Linked DNA regions of Macaca mulatta: regions 2 and 3 are each linked to region 1. The links are chromatin contacts, called in public Hi-C maps. All regions are on one chromosome and are shown on one strand. Each heading gives the region's core, a stretch centred on a gene start, on an enhancer-like site or on the middle of the called end of the contact. The rest is flanking DNA. Distances are from core to core; before and after follow the strand shown. Region 1 overlaps LOC106993508 (a long non-coding RNA gene). Region 2 has its middle 120 kb from the start of UBASH3B. Region 3 has its middle 200 kb from the start of SORL1.

Evidence for each region. Hi-C and Micro-C count contacts between places; a contact is called where the count stands out from the background.
Region 2: a contact with region 1 is called in a Hi-C map of fibroblasts, with 2.4 times the contacts expected there. The contact joins two enhancer-like sites.
Region 3: a Hi-C map of fibroblasts shows a contact between it and region 1, with 5 times the contacts expected there. The contact joins two enhancer-like sites. A contact is called at or near these places in 5 of 14 Hi-C or Micro-C datasets (blood, cortical neurons, fetal cortex germinal zone and 2 more).

What each region holds. Positions count from the first base shown.
Region 1 is chr14:122,738,563-122,743,078 of T2T-MMU8v2.0, reverse strand. The region is part of intron 3 of LOC106993508 (a long non-coding RNA gene); the gene reads left to right. Among named protein-coding and RNA genes, the nearest start is that of MIR125B-1, 15 kb to the left of the region's middle. Within about 2 kb of position 2,103, at least 2 of the 40 cell types and tissues checked have an H3K27ac peak or open chromatin away from gene starts, as enhancers often do.
Region 2 is chr14:123,150,125-123,154,640 of T2T-MMU8v2.0, reverse strand. No RefSeq gene overlaps it. Among named protein-coding and RNA genes, the nearest start is that of UBASH3B, 120 kb to the left of the region's middle. Within about 2 kb of position 2,205, at least 7 of the 40 cell types and tissues checked have an H3K27ac peak or open chromatin away from gene starts, as enhancers often do.
Region 3 is chr14:122,322,711-122,327,226 of T2T-MMU8v2.0, reverse strand. No RefSeq gene overlaps it. Among named protein-coding and RNA genes, the nearest start is that of SORL1, 200 kb to the right of the region's middle. Within about 2 kb of position 2,571, at least 21 of the 40 cell types and tissues checked have an H3K27ac peak or open chromatin away from gene starts, as enhancers often do.

The DNA.
Region 1 (4,516 bases), core at 854-3,353:
CCCTTCTCTAGAGAATGTGATAGATAATTTTTTTTTCAATTTCGTCCTAAGGATAGGTGAATTGTATTGCAGCAAAAGATTACCTATTATTTCACTTTCATTTGATGTTTACACAGACCAAAAAAAAGAAGAGAATTGAGCTCTTATTAAGTGAATGAGATGAACATAAAAATGATTAAAGGAGGTAGCTGATTTGATACATCCTGTATCTTTTAGGAATTGGCCAAAGTTTACTAAAACTATTAAGTATTTACTGAGCACCAACTATGTGCTGGGCACTTTGTTCAGTTTTGAGGATACAGGAAGGAACAAGATGGACACAATTCTCACACTCATAATAGATAACACTAATATGATTATTTCAGTTCCTTACTGCACTGTATCCAAAGCATGAGTTTTAAACCTTGGCTGTACATTGTAACCACCTGGGGAGTTTTGAAAATACTGATACCTAGGTCAGATTCTGATTTAATTGGTGTGAATGTGGCCTGGGAATTGGAATTTTCTGAAGCTCCTTTGGAGATCAGAATGTGCAGCCAAAGTTGAGAACTATTGACTTATGGGAACATAATCTTAGACTCAGCTCAGAAAATCGAGAGTTTTTGATATCAATAGCTGACAGCATATTAGAACGAAAACCATTTGTTTAACACATTTTTGTTTATTCCTCAGAATATAAACTCACACTTAACAGTTACTGAGTTGTCCAGGTCAAACAGCCAGGCCATGATTGAGATAAGACCTGACCCCCAAGTTTCTGATTTTAACACAACGCTCTTTCTGCTACACTAAACTATCTCAGGGAAGTGGAAAATATAATTATCTTCAAGTCAAGACTAATATCCACTGTGGTCATAATTTTTAACAGCAAAATTGAATTTGGACCAATTTGAATCCCATATACTCAAATAATTCTGCTAATTTGCTAATCAAATGTGAAAATGCAACTCCTTAAAAATATACATATATATATGTGTGTGTGTGTCCATAAAGAGGGTGCAGGAGATGCTCATTTCCCCAGGAATTCTGAGCACATTTTTACAAATTCAAAAATCAATATACATATATTAAACTCCACTAGAAGGATATTTTGCCTTTAAACTTAAATTACTCAATAGCAGAAATGGTAGTGGGAAGACAAAATTAAAAATTGCATTGTGCTCCCACATTATCTGTCCCCACCCAACTTATTATATTACCTTCCATTCCATTTCATGTTTCACTGTACAGGTAAAATTGACAGTCTGTCCCCATGAGAAAAGTTGACATGAAAAAATAACCACTATAAAAAATAGTTACTTCTCATAGTTACCACCATGCACCACTTTTAGATTCTACTCATAGATCAAGAGAATCCCGGAACTCTGTCATCAAATCTGCTCTTCTTCGTCCGTATAAAACCACATAGTGAAAATGTGCCGTTCCATATTTTAAAGGCATCGAAATAAAACTAACGTCCACATACTTCCTTCAAAATGCCTTTCAGTGTTTGAGATTCTACACAGTTGGGAAATTCTTATTTCTATTCCAAATCCCTCACGCTGTAGTTTAATCCCATTTTCTCTTGTTCCCTGTGGAGAGAAAGAACAGCCGGCCTCCATTCTTTTAAACTCAATCCCTTCATGTCCTTAAAGACTACCTCCCAGCCTTCTCTTCTCTGGAACAAATAAGAACAGTTCCCATCAGGAAAATGTCTCTCTTGGATTGTGCATATTCACTGCCATATCACAGATATTCATGCTCATCACATAATGCTCATAACGAAAACAAGCCAAGGCCAAGAGCAAAAACAAGCAAATGTATCATTGTTTTCATGAATGAAGTTACAGAACCAATAATAGACACTGAATAAATAGTTGAAAGTGATGATCTTCCAATAATTGTGTGCCAAAATTATCATAATTTCTTTTACAAGTATTGGCAATGTGTTGCTTTTAGAGAGGTGAATTAAAAATTAAATGGTTAGGTTTCAATTTCCTTTATTCAAGTTCTCCCCATGCCCTGCAATGGAATATTCCATTCAGCATTCCACAGCAGGAACCACCATTGCTTTGACAAAAATAGATACAGTATTGGAACATTCAGTCAATGGAGTAATCCAATTGTCTGAACATTCTTTTCTGCTTTGTCATTTACATTTTAATAAATCCCAGAATATGTCAAGCTGTATCCAGTCGTACCAAGTGTAGCTAACCACATGCAGTTACCAGATGCAATGAGGGAATCATAACATGCAACTCCTACAATGAATCAACATTTGGTTTGTGTATATTTTTAGACTCCTACATTTTAAATAGGGATACTTTTAAAAATGAAAAATAGATATTTTGAAAAATCCGTTAGTATATTCAGCTTTTACAAAGGAAGCTGTGGGCAAAGGGTGCTCTATTTAATTGATCTAGGAATTCTGGCATCTGCTAACATCAAGGACAACACTATATATAGATAACAACAATGTGGAATGTCAAATTATTATCTTATCTATTTCTCTGCCAGTTTACTCTCTCTTAGGAGAATCAGACAAAAAATATATATATACACACACACACATACACATATATATCATATACATTATATATATAAATATATACATACATATATATATATTTTAGACAGAGTCTCACTCTGTCACCCAGGCTGGAGTGCAGTGGCATGATCTCGGCTGACTGCAACCTCCACCTCCTAGGTTCAAGCGATTCTTCTGCCTCAGTCTCCCAAGTAGCTGGGACTACAGGCGTGAGCCACTGCACCCGACCTCAAATTTTGTATTTTTAGTAGAGACGGGTTTTCACCATATTGACCAGGCTGGTCTCAAACTCCTGACCTCATGATCCACCCACCTCAGCCTTCCAAAGTGCCAGGATTACAGGCATGAGCCACCGTGCCTGGCCGATAATCATATTTTAAAGACATTTGACATTTGACATTCCATGATGTGAAGACTTCAGGCAAACCAGTCCTAAAAGATGTGTGTGTGTGTGTGTGTGTGTGTGTGTGTGTTTATTAACCTATATACATAACTTAGTCCATGCATATATCAGCCACCAAGTTTTTTCAACACTTTGAGAAGTTTGTTATCCTGGCTTAAAAGACCCTGGTGAATTTTTACAATGGGGTTAGAGCTGTAATGATGATGAAATGAGCCTCAGCGTGTTGGGTTGGGGATCCCTAAGTGGCAGGTACATGCTTAGAAAGGAGGGTTGTCCAAAGATGAAATTATTAAGACTAGTCTCTCCTAGTAAAAATCACATGGGACATTACACTTGGCTCTGGTTATACCCTTTGTATGTAATTCTCTAAGTCACCTAAGTTAGCCCATTAGATAAGTCCCATCTTAAGTTTTTCCTCTCAACCTTCTGATTATTACCCTTTAGGATAATGACTGCCGAAAGTCCCAGGTTATTTCCTGACATCAGGTAAATCTGATTAGGGTTAAATTGTGATATATTCAAGGACTAAAAGGAACCACAAAAGAAATATTTGTTTCTTTTTTTGCTGGTGCTTAGAGCAGTTTAAATGCTTGCCACAGGGATTGTGAGCAGTGCACCATGATTATTACAGTACTCAGCATTAGGTATTGTGTTGAGGAGGCTATATCATAACTTACCAGTAGTGGGAGGGAGAAAATCAAAAGTGCAGTAGCTTTGTAATACACAAGTGACACTGGCAGAATTTCTTCATTCCCAGAGTTTTTTCTTACTCTGCTCACAGTGTGATAACTGGCAGATTTAGTGGAAAAGTAGGAATGAGCTAATAGTAGAATAAATCACAATATCTAGAAAAGGACCTCTGCAACTTACCTTGAAGGCCTCTAGAAAAGGACCTTTGCAAGTTCCCCATGCACTTAGAGTAACATCAACACTTGCTCTCATAAACTACTATCGTGATTGTAGACTATGGTTTATTCAACGAACTTGAATTAATAAACTAAGCCATCAACATTAGGGAGAATTTGGGGAGGAATGTTAAACAATGAAGGTCAAGAGATACATGTTCAAAGTTTCATTTTCATGAATCAAAGGTGCTATGTTCTAGATCTAACTCTATTGATAATTATTTCCTTTACAATTTCTGTAGTAGAGTCAGCTCTTCAGTAGGAAGAGAAACAAGGTAGTTGACTTGTTCTTACTTTACAAAGATTTTGAATGTAAATATGGTATAGTGTTTTGAGAAGGTCTTTAGATTACACACCACTGGATTTTAAATACCCAGGTTAACAGAGAGGAGCAGGGTGCAGATGTTATAAAAAATGAATATGGTCTTCAGAATGTGCCTTAGATGCTCACTTCAGTCAAATTCCCTTTTTAATTCTAGGTTCACAGACTTTCACTGATGAAGAAGCCACAAAGGCCATCTAGTCCAATTCTCATCTTTTGCTTGAATTTTCTATTAGCTTATAATGGACCACATTCCTGATCAGCAGTTCCTTTTTTGGACAACCCAGATCATTTGAATTCTTTCTTCCTTCCTTCCTTCCCTCCCTCCCTCCCTTCCCTCCCTCCCTCCCTCCCTCCCT
Region 2 (4,516 bases), core at 956-3,455, 410 kb before region 1:
TGCCTGGCCTTGGCATTTGTTTCTATTCACAACTACACACCAAGTGACTGCTCTTCTTGTTTTTTAAGTCTTCTCCTTTTATGTCCTGTGCCTGACCTGTCTGTTTACCCACTCACTGACCTTGCTTTAGCCTCTCAGATTAGATTGGACTGACACCCCAGTGACTCTGAGTACCAAGAACAGGCAGAAACCTAATTTTGATTTCTTTTTGCTTGCCTAATGTGCTATTGCTAGTTGTGTCAGCGTATTCATTCTAAATAGGGCTTTCATTCAAGAGCCTTTAATGACTCCTCATTCCCATAACCAACATTTTACACTCTTGATCCTGCCTTCTGATCCCAGTCTGCATTCTAGCCCTATATTCTTCTGCTGTGCAGCATGTGCCAGCCATGATGGATTACTCCCTGGCTCCAAAACATTCCTGCTTCTGTGTAAGTTACTTCATGCCTCAAATATGCTTCATTCCTTCTTTCTCTTTTAAAATTATCCTATCTTCCTGGTTCCTTTATTTTTTTCCCCTTGAGATGGTGCCTTGCTCAGTCACCCAGGCTGGAGCACAGTGACTTGATCATAGCTCACTGCGGCCTCAAACTCCTGAGCTCAAGCAATCCTTCTGCCTCAGCCTCCCAAGTAGCTGAGACTACAGGTGTTCATCCCCACACTGGGATAATTTTTTTTTTTTTTTTTTTGTAGAGGTGGGGATCTTGCTATGTTGTTCAGACTGGTCTAGAACTGGCCTCAAGCAATCCTCTTGCCTCAGCCTCCCTAGTGGCTGGGATTACAGTGCCTGGCTAACTCCTGCTCACCCTTCGAGATCCAGACAAGGCCTCTCACTGTTGGGGCAGGATCTCTGATTGCCTTTTGCACAGGCTGAAGTGATTACCTCCATTCTTAAGCCAGTCGTGTAATTTGCACATAGCTTCTTGCTATACTCTATGCAATGATTTCTCTATGTATTCTCCACTAGTCTATATGCATTCTGAGGTCAGAAAGCATGCCTCTTTTATCTGTTATCCTGACTATCCAGGACAATTACTGGCATTACAATAAATGTCTTATTATTGTTTTTTGAATAAATAAATGGATCAGTTTTAACTCCACTTGCTGTATGTTTTGAAAACAAAATTAATTCTACAGTGGTAAGGAGAGATAATACTGAAAGTGTCATTAAGATGGCAATTTTTGATATGAAACCATTACAAAGATAACGGATTTTAAAAAGTTAGGCAGGTATTATGGTACACACCTGTTGTCCCAGCTACTGAAGAGGCTGAGGTGGGAGCATCACTGGAGCCCAGGAGGTCGAGGCTGCAGTGAGTTTTGATTGCGCCATTGCACTCTAGCCTTGGTGACAGAGCAAGACCCTGACAAACAAACACACACACACACACACACACACACACGAAAGAAAAGAAAAGAAAGAAAAGAAAAAAAGTTGTACCAGCAGAAAAGTGAAGAAGGTCATTTAAACAGAGACCCCTCTACTGCTCTACTTTAAAAACAGGTAGTCTCACCCAGATCCGAAAGAAGTCTGCTGTACTAAGAACTTCAGACTTGGCCGGGCGCGGTGGCTCACGCCTGTAATTCCAGCACTTTGGGAGGCTGAGGCAGGCGGATCACGAGGTCAGGAGATCGAGACCATCCTGGCTCACACGGTGAAACCCCGTCTCCACTAAAAATAAAAAAAATTAGCCGGGCATGGTGGTGGGCGCCTGTAGTCCCAGCTACTCGGGAGGCTGAGGCAGGAGAACGGCGGGAACCCGGGAGGCTGAGCTTGCAGTGAGCCGAGATCGCACCACTGCACTGCAGCCTGGGTTACAGAACGAGACTCCGTCTCAAAAACAAAACAAAACAAAACAAAACAAAACAAAACAAAACAAAACAAAACAAAAAAACTTCAGACTTTATTCTGTGATCAATAGAGGGACTACTAACCGCGTAAGTTTTCTAAGTGGTGGAGTGACATGGTCGGATTCAACTGGTGAGTAACTCTGGTCTTATGTTTTTGCTCTCTTTCTCTCTCTCTCTCTTTTTTTTTTAAGATATTGTGCATAGGTGTTCTGGGAAGTGGTTCCAAGAAGAGCTTATCATCTGGTACGCTAGCCTCTGGGAGGACAGGGTTGCTGTGAGACAGTGTGGAGAGCGGTCTCCTCCTGGCTCAGCCACTGGAGGTCAGTGTTGCACCATAGATGTGTTCACAAAGCACCGTGATGCCATTTCCAAGTTGGCTTCTGAAAAGGGTGAATTGGCCATCCCCTGGGCAGCTTGGAAGTTCCCTAGGGCAGACGTCTCTCTGTCTCCAAGGATTGGCCTGGTCACACAATGTGGTTGAGGGAGAGCTTTGTCTGAGGCAAGAGGGAGAGAGGCTGGAAAGCCTGGTGCAGAGGGCTGAGGCAGTCTTCACATACGGGAAATTTCGTGTGGTCTGGATTGCATTATCCTGTGTCTGAAATGGGAGAGGCTGGATGCCCCTTTGGGTCAAGGCGACTTTTCTCCTGCCACTTTCTGGTTTGAATCTGGTTGAGGTTAGGGAAGGTTATTATTGACTTCTGGGTCCCTAGAGATCAGAAGATACAAAACGTGTTAGGCATCTCAGGCTCCCTCACAGAGGGAGGTCTGGAGATGGGAAGAGGCCTTCCTTGTCCTGCTGGGCTCTGACAACAGAACTGCTACATAGAAAAGGGGAATGGAAACAGAGGCCCGCTCCTTAAACACACCCACTCACCAGTGGCCTGTACCCAGAGCAGGCTTCAATTGAGGCTCAACCGTAGAGAAGAGCAGGAACTGACATTTCTAGTGAGAAACTCTGTGTGCCAGGTGTTTTCTATGTTTTCACATTCAGCTCTCATGATACATGCATGCGGTGGGTATTGTTTTTGCTCATTTGCTATTTGAAGAAACCGAGGTGTAGAGCTGACACTTGAACCGTAAGTCTCCTAAAATACAAAGAGCAAAGACAGTAAAATGCCTACTTGTGGGTACCTTTTTTAGAACCTACCTGAGCTTGAAAACTTGGTTTGAGTCATATAGGAGAATGGACCTCTGACCATACAAGTTAGCTAATAACTCGTTTTACATTGCTTGAGAGTCACTTCTTAGTAAATCATAATCTGCTTATGACTTCACATAGATCCAAAACACTTCTATACACATCATCTAATTTGACCCTTATAATGAGTACCTTATCCCCAATTTGTAGTTAAAGAATCCGAGATTTCGACAATTTGATTGCCTAAGATCACATGGTTAATTAATGGTGGGATCAAATTCAGATCCTTCTTACTCCAAATGGGGCACTCTTTGCATGACCCGTAATTATACCTCTAGATAAATCTTGCATGATGAAAAGATATTGTATCATAGCTGAATTAGAAATAAATTGCACTTGCAATTTTTGTAGCACAACATTTTATTTTTAGAGATGAGGAAATTTCAATCCATTAAGTTTCTTGCCCAAAGTTCATACAGCTCTGGGCTGAGTAATATTATCTTCCTAAGTTAAGATTCCCAGATTTAGCAAATAAAAATGCAGAACTATTAGCATTTCTAGTATTACATGGGGCCTAATTATACTAAAAAAATACTCATTGTTTATCTGAAATTCAAATTTAACTGGACATCCTGTATTTTATCTGACAACTCTATCCTAAATCCAAAGAGGAAAAGCTAAGTTCACCGTTCTTTTGGATATGTTTGAGTTTTGGAAATGCAAATATTTTGAGAAAAGCACTTTGAGCACCCTAAAAAAATTGAAAGACTTTCTGTGATTTTATTCTGGCTTTGCTAACAACAACCTCTCTGAGCTGTGTTTGCCATGCTACCCCTAATGGATTCATTTTTAAGTACATCCTACGAAAAAAACAATTGCAAAGCAGTTTTGCAAAATACAAAGGGCTTCAGGACAATTATAAAAGAAACCAGCCCAGTTAATCATACCAACTACTCAAGGGAAACCAAATCATGGAAAGAAATCCCCAAGGAACATGGAGTAGAATATCCTTCCTATGGACACCTTTAATCAAGATTCAAAAGGAAGACTATTATGTAATGAAATCAACCCTGCTTTGTACTCCCAGACTAATTACTGAATTTATTCTTTTTAGTCAATTTATTTCCAGGTATTTGGACATTTTTCATTGATATTCTTCGTTATTTTACTAAAACAAACAAAAATAAATAAATAATAGTATGTTGACCTGACCAGGTACAAGAGTGCTGATTTTAGAACTAGTATGAAAAATTTAAATATTAAGGAAATTTCATACTTAAATATATCCATAGTTAAATATAAAGGGAATTTCTTGGTCTATTATGTTATATTATACATTATATGTCAATATAGGTCCAGGTCTCATAAAGATAAAGCTCTGTATACATATGGTGACCTTTAGTCATTCTGAAAATAAAAAAAATTGCTGGTTCTTAAAGTCACATGTTAATAAAATAGACGATAATGCATTTACGGCAATGAGATATCTGAGCCATTCTTACACCTGTTAGGATGGCTGTAATCAAA
Region 3 (4,516 bases), core at 1,322-3,821, 420 kb after region 1:
ATCTGAGGCCAATTGAATCCATGGATGAAGACCCCATGGACACAGAGAGCCGACTGTAAGAGGAATTTCTTATAGGCAACAGCAACACAGGTTGTGGCTGATGGAGGGTTTCATTAAACAGGGAAAAGAAGTGACTGGCTCAGTCATTAATGGGTTCAAAGACTGAGGAAAAGCCTCAATCATGGCTGAGGAGCAAGGAGCTCTTATACAGAAATTCCGGACTTGGACTTGAATTTGTGTGACCTTGGCTGAGCCACTTAACTCTTAGGAACCTCATCTGTTAAAGCAAGGGAATTTGGGTTAGAAATGCAGTGATTTTTAAATTTTGTTTTTTAGCTTCTAGCTGTACATTACAACCACCTGGGCAGGGAGTAAAATTGTGACCCCTATCCCCAATCCCTTTTCCTTGTGATTTCAGCAGCTCTGGGGGTAGGGGCCAGGCAATTCCTAAGTAGGCAGGACTGAGAAGTTCTGGATTATAGCATGTCCAAAGGCTGATTCTCAGAAGGGAATAAAGTAAATGCAGCAATGGAAAGGAACACTGGAATTCCTCAGCCATTCCAGGCACGCAGGCCTCGAACCATTGTACTCACGCGAATGCCTCACTTGCCTATTTCCCCCCAAGGCCAAGTTCCCTCTAGGATCAGGGCGAGACTCCCAGCAAGACAGTCAGCACTTTCCCAGCAATCTGCAGGAACACATGTAGTTTTCAGACTGAAAGGAGGATAGCAGGAAGTCTGGGTCCCTAAACACTCTGCAGGTATTGGACCAGATGTGTGGAGGTCCCACCTCCTCCTCCACACAGTGGGGTGGCCCCTGCAGCAGGTAAGAGACCAGCGAGGCCCCAACCACATCTAACAAGATGGCCGCTCCGTCGGCCTGGCTGGCTGATGCCAGCGCCAGCCGCTAGCTCCCGACATGCAGGACTTAAAGCATCTGCCAGACTGGTGCCGGCTTTTGATCAGTACCATGTTGAGCCAGAGACCTGCAGGGAAACGGCCAGGCTCCCTGGAGTCGACTAGCAGGAATCTTTCTTGCAACCTTGGGAGAGGTGCTTGAAGAATTTGAGCACAGATTTACAAGTGAGGTGCCGGCAGGGGGAAGGGGCGTGGGGGACTGCTTGACAGAGGCTGTCTTTTCAAGGCCAGGTTATTCCATCTCTGCTAAGGGAGGAGACACCCTTTCCTGGCTGGTGGTTGGAGCAGGCTTTCTGGGCTCCCTTTGCACATTTTGCTGCTCTGTCCTGGGGGTCAGAGGGAGTCTTTTAGCCTCAGCTCATGCATCTGGAATACCCTGAGACCACCAGGATGGGTCCCTAGTCTCCCCTGCGTCCAGCTCCACGGTGTGGTAGTAAAACCACAGCAGGGCCATTTACAAGACACTTGATGACTCCAGCCAGTCCACTGGCCAGAGGGCCTGCAGGAGGGCTCCTGTCTTCTTAATGAGTCCTCTGGGGCCTGGGCTGCTGTCCTTAGGAAACCCAGTCCACATCCTTGGCAGATATTCAGAGTCCCCCTAAAAGCTGTGTGCTAACATGGGGAGCCCCCTCCTCCTCTGCCCCCTTCCTGGGACACCAGGCCAAGTGTTAAGCAGAGGCCCAGCCCCAGAAACAACGCGTTTTGTGTCTGACAATAGCAGCCTACGTGACTTGAAGGACTCTGCTCTTAGTAAACCAAATGCACGCCAGTTTTGCTTATTTGCTCTAACCTTCAAAGAACCCAGAGGTCCCTTCCTAGTTCAACAAATAAATCCAGTTCCACTCTAGCGGGCCTCCTGGACAAAGTTCCATTGTTACGCCTTCCCTGAATGTCCACTGCTCGCTCCCTCTCGGGCACCCTAGCCCCATGCCTGTTCACCCTTCTTTCGTTTGGGGATAAATCAGCCTCCTTTTTTTGTTTTGTTTTGTTTTGCTTTAATTCTTTCCAAGGGTAAGGAATGTTGACACCCCCTGAACCATGCCTCTGATGTCTGCTTAGACTTCAGACGGCTGTATTTGAACGTGCGCTGACGCAGTCGGGCAGATTGGGTTAAACCAAATATTACAATTGCAAGAACTCATCTGGAACTAATAATTTTGAGGCCACCGAAAGTAAAAGGGCCCTGCTTTGGGGCTGGCCAGCGGCAGAGGCCAGCTCGGGCCGATGCTGCCACCTGCCGAGGGCGCCGGGAACAGGGCGCGCCGCCGCGGCCTTCCTGTTTTGTTCTGGCCCCGCTCACCGGCTCCCACGCAGACAGGTTCGCCAGCCAGCCAGACCAGGGCTATTTTAAAAGGCTAGCGCCTCTTCCCAGCCCTTGGTGTAAAGATAGCTAGTCTGGCTGTCCTGTGTCTTCGCTGAAAAAAAGACAACTTCCCAATTATAGAGCCGGGGCCGGCTACAAAGGCAGTTGCAGTCGGAGTCCGATTAAACATGTGCCCCGTGGATTACACAGATCATGTGTCAGTGGCTCGCCAAGGAGGAAGGCTCATTTAAGTTCAGGATTTTTATTTTGCGGGGGATGAAGGGGACGTACAACTCTGGGTTATGTCGGCGCATTGCTGAACTGCGAGTCACATGCCAGATCCAGAAATGATGAAAACATCTGTTTTTGCTTTAGACCAGCGAGGCTCTGGCGGTGGGGAGGGGCGCGGGAGGGACGGGCATGGCTTTGCTCACCAGCACCATCTGCTGAGCCTGCTGTGGAAACGCGTGCGTCCTCAGCACAATGCAGGTTGCCGCTCGCCCCGGGAAGGGGGAGATCAACAGGTGGGGGTCTCTGCCCGGGCGATCACTCTCCGTGGAGGACAGCCCCGATTGTGCCCTGGGGACTGTGCAATTCCGTATTGTCTCAGAGTGTTCACAACAAAGAGCTTTGTCCCTGGGGACTGCCCCAGGGCAGAGGAGGAGGAGAGAGAAGCAGCAAATGAATTCCCAGGTTGGGAAGGAAGGAGGTAAAGGGGGAGGGGAGTAGCTCCTTGGTGGTTTGCAGACAGTAAAATTTTGCTGTTCTTTCTGGCTGAAATCTACCAGAACAAAGGAACCACGTCTCTAGGAAAACTCCCAACTGCACTTCCCCCCACCGTCCCTCTTGCCTGCGATGGTAGCTTTTCCTCAGCATGTCTGAGAATGTTCCAGTATTCACAGAGACCTTTCTGGTCAGGCAGGGCTTGACCAGCCCTTCAACGTGCAATCCTCCCAGCCTCAAGAACCCAGCGCTGGGATGGTTCTGAATCGGAGCCATACTGACAGCCAAGCCAACGGCATTCTTTCGATGCACAGCAAATATTTACTGCCTGCCTGCTAGGTGCCCGGAACTCACTCAGCACAACTATTTGTCAGACAGTTTAAAAAACAATACAAATATGTCAGAGGAAAATGTATGTTTAGTGTCAAGTGCGTGTCTGAGACAATGACAGCTCTGAGTTCAGAGTTAAGGAGAGGATTGCAGACCTCGAATCTACCTTTCCTCAGTATTTGGGGGCCAATTCTGAGAAGAAGCTGGATTCCTCCAATTACGGGTTGTGTAGTCAAATCCCCTGAGTAACTGATTTTAATCAACTTGCTTCAGCTATGACCTCCAGCCCTCTGGCGTTAAACATAAATCCTCTACAGTTCCCATCCAAACGGTATCCATTACTCACAATCAGAATTGGGTGGGGACCTAGACTCCACTCCCAGGAATCTCCTGTGGGCCAGGTACAAAATTCTGAGCTACAGCCAGATGAGCTGTGCTTCCCAGCAACACAGAGAGGTTAATCCAAGGGAGAAAGACTTGGGTCAAATGAAAAGATCCAGGCTTGCAGACCTCATTAAGCACAGCGCCTCCCTTTACTTGTAGCTACCAAGCACACCCTCAGCTCTCTGCTGCCCACATGTGAGGTTCCCGGAAGAGCAAATACTGCTAATCCGGACCAAAGTCAGTCTCTTCCGTAGGCTCATTTTTGTCCACTTACCTATAAACTCCCAAGTTCAAAAAGGGAACGGATCCTCTCCATTCCATCCCTTCTTCCATCTCACCCCCAGATAAGTATAGAAAGAGCTGCCATTTGCGTGGGTCTGGAAACTTGACACTAAGGACTGAGTTGGAAAAAAGCCTCCTTCCCATTTTACAGCTGGGCAAAAAATGTAAGACCCATCCCGATCCTCAGAAATCTTGCCACCAGCTATATCCCCAGTGGCCACATCCATTCCCACAGGACTCACGTTCTTAAATTATTAGGGCGCAAACGAATCCCCAAGGCCATCTGCAAGTCCGTCGGTCAGTCACCTGCTCCGCTCTGATGCTGAAAGATTACTAGTTCAGGGAAACCATGCAATTCAACACAATCAACTTCACTTTTTGTTTCAGGCCTCAGAGGCTTAGAACATGAGACAGCACTTTAATCTGGTTTGGTACTGGACTGATGTGGAGAGTTCTGATGAATTTTCTTTGTTTTATAAACTGAGGAAACCTTGTCACTGACCCATATTTCTTTTCTGGACTCTTCTTGACAGTTTTCCTCATTTCTATCTGGTTTTGCAACAGATCTGTGTTTGAA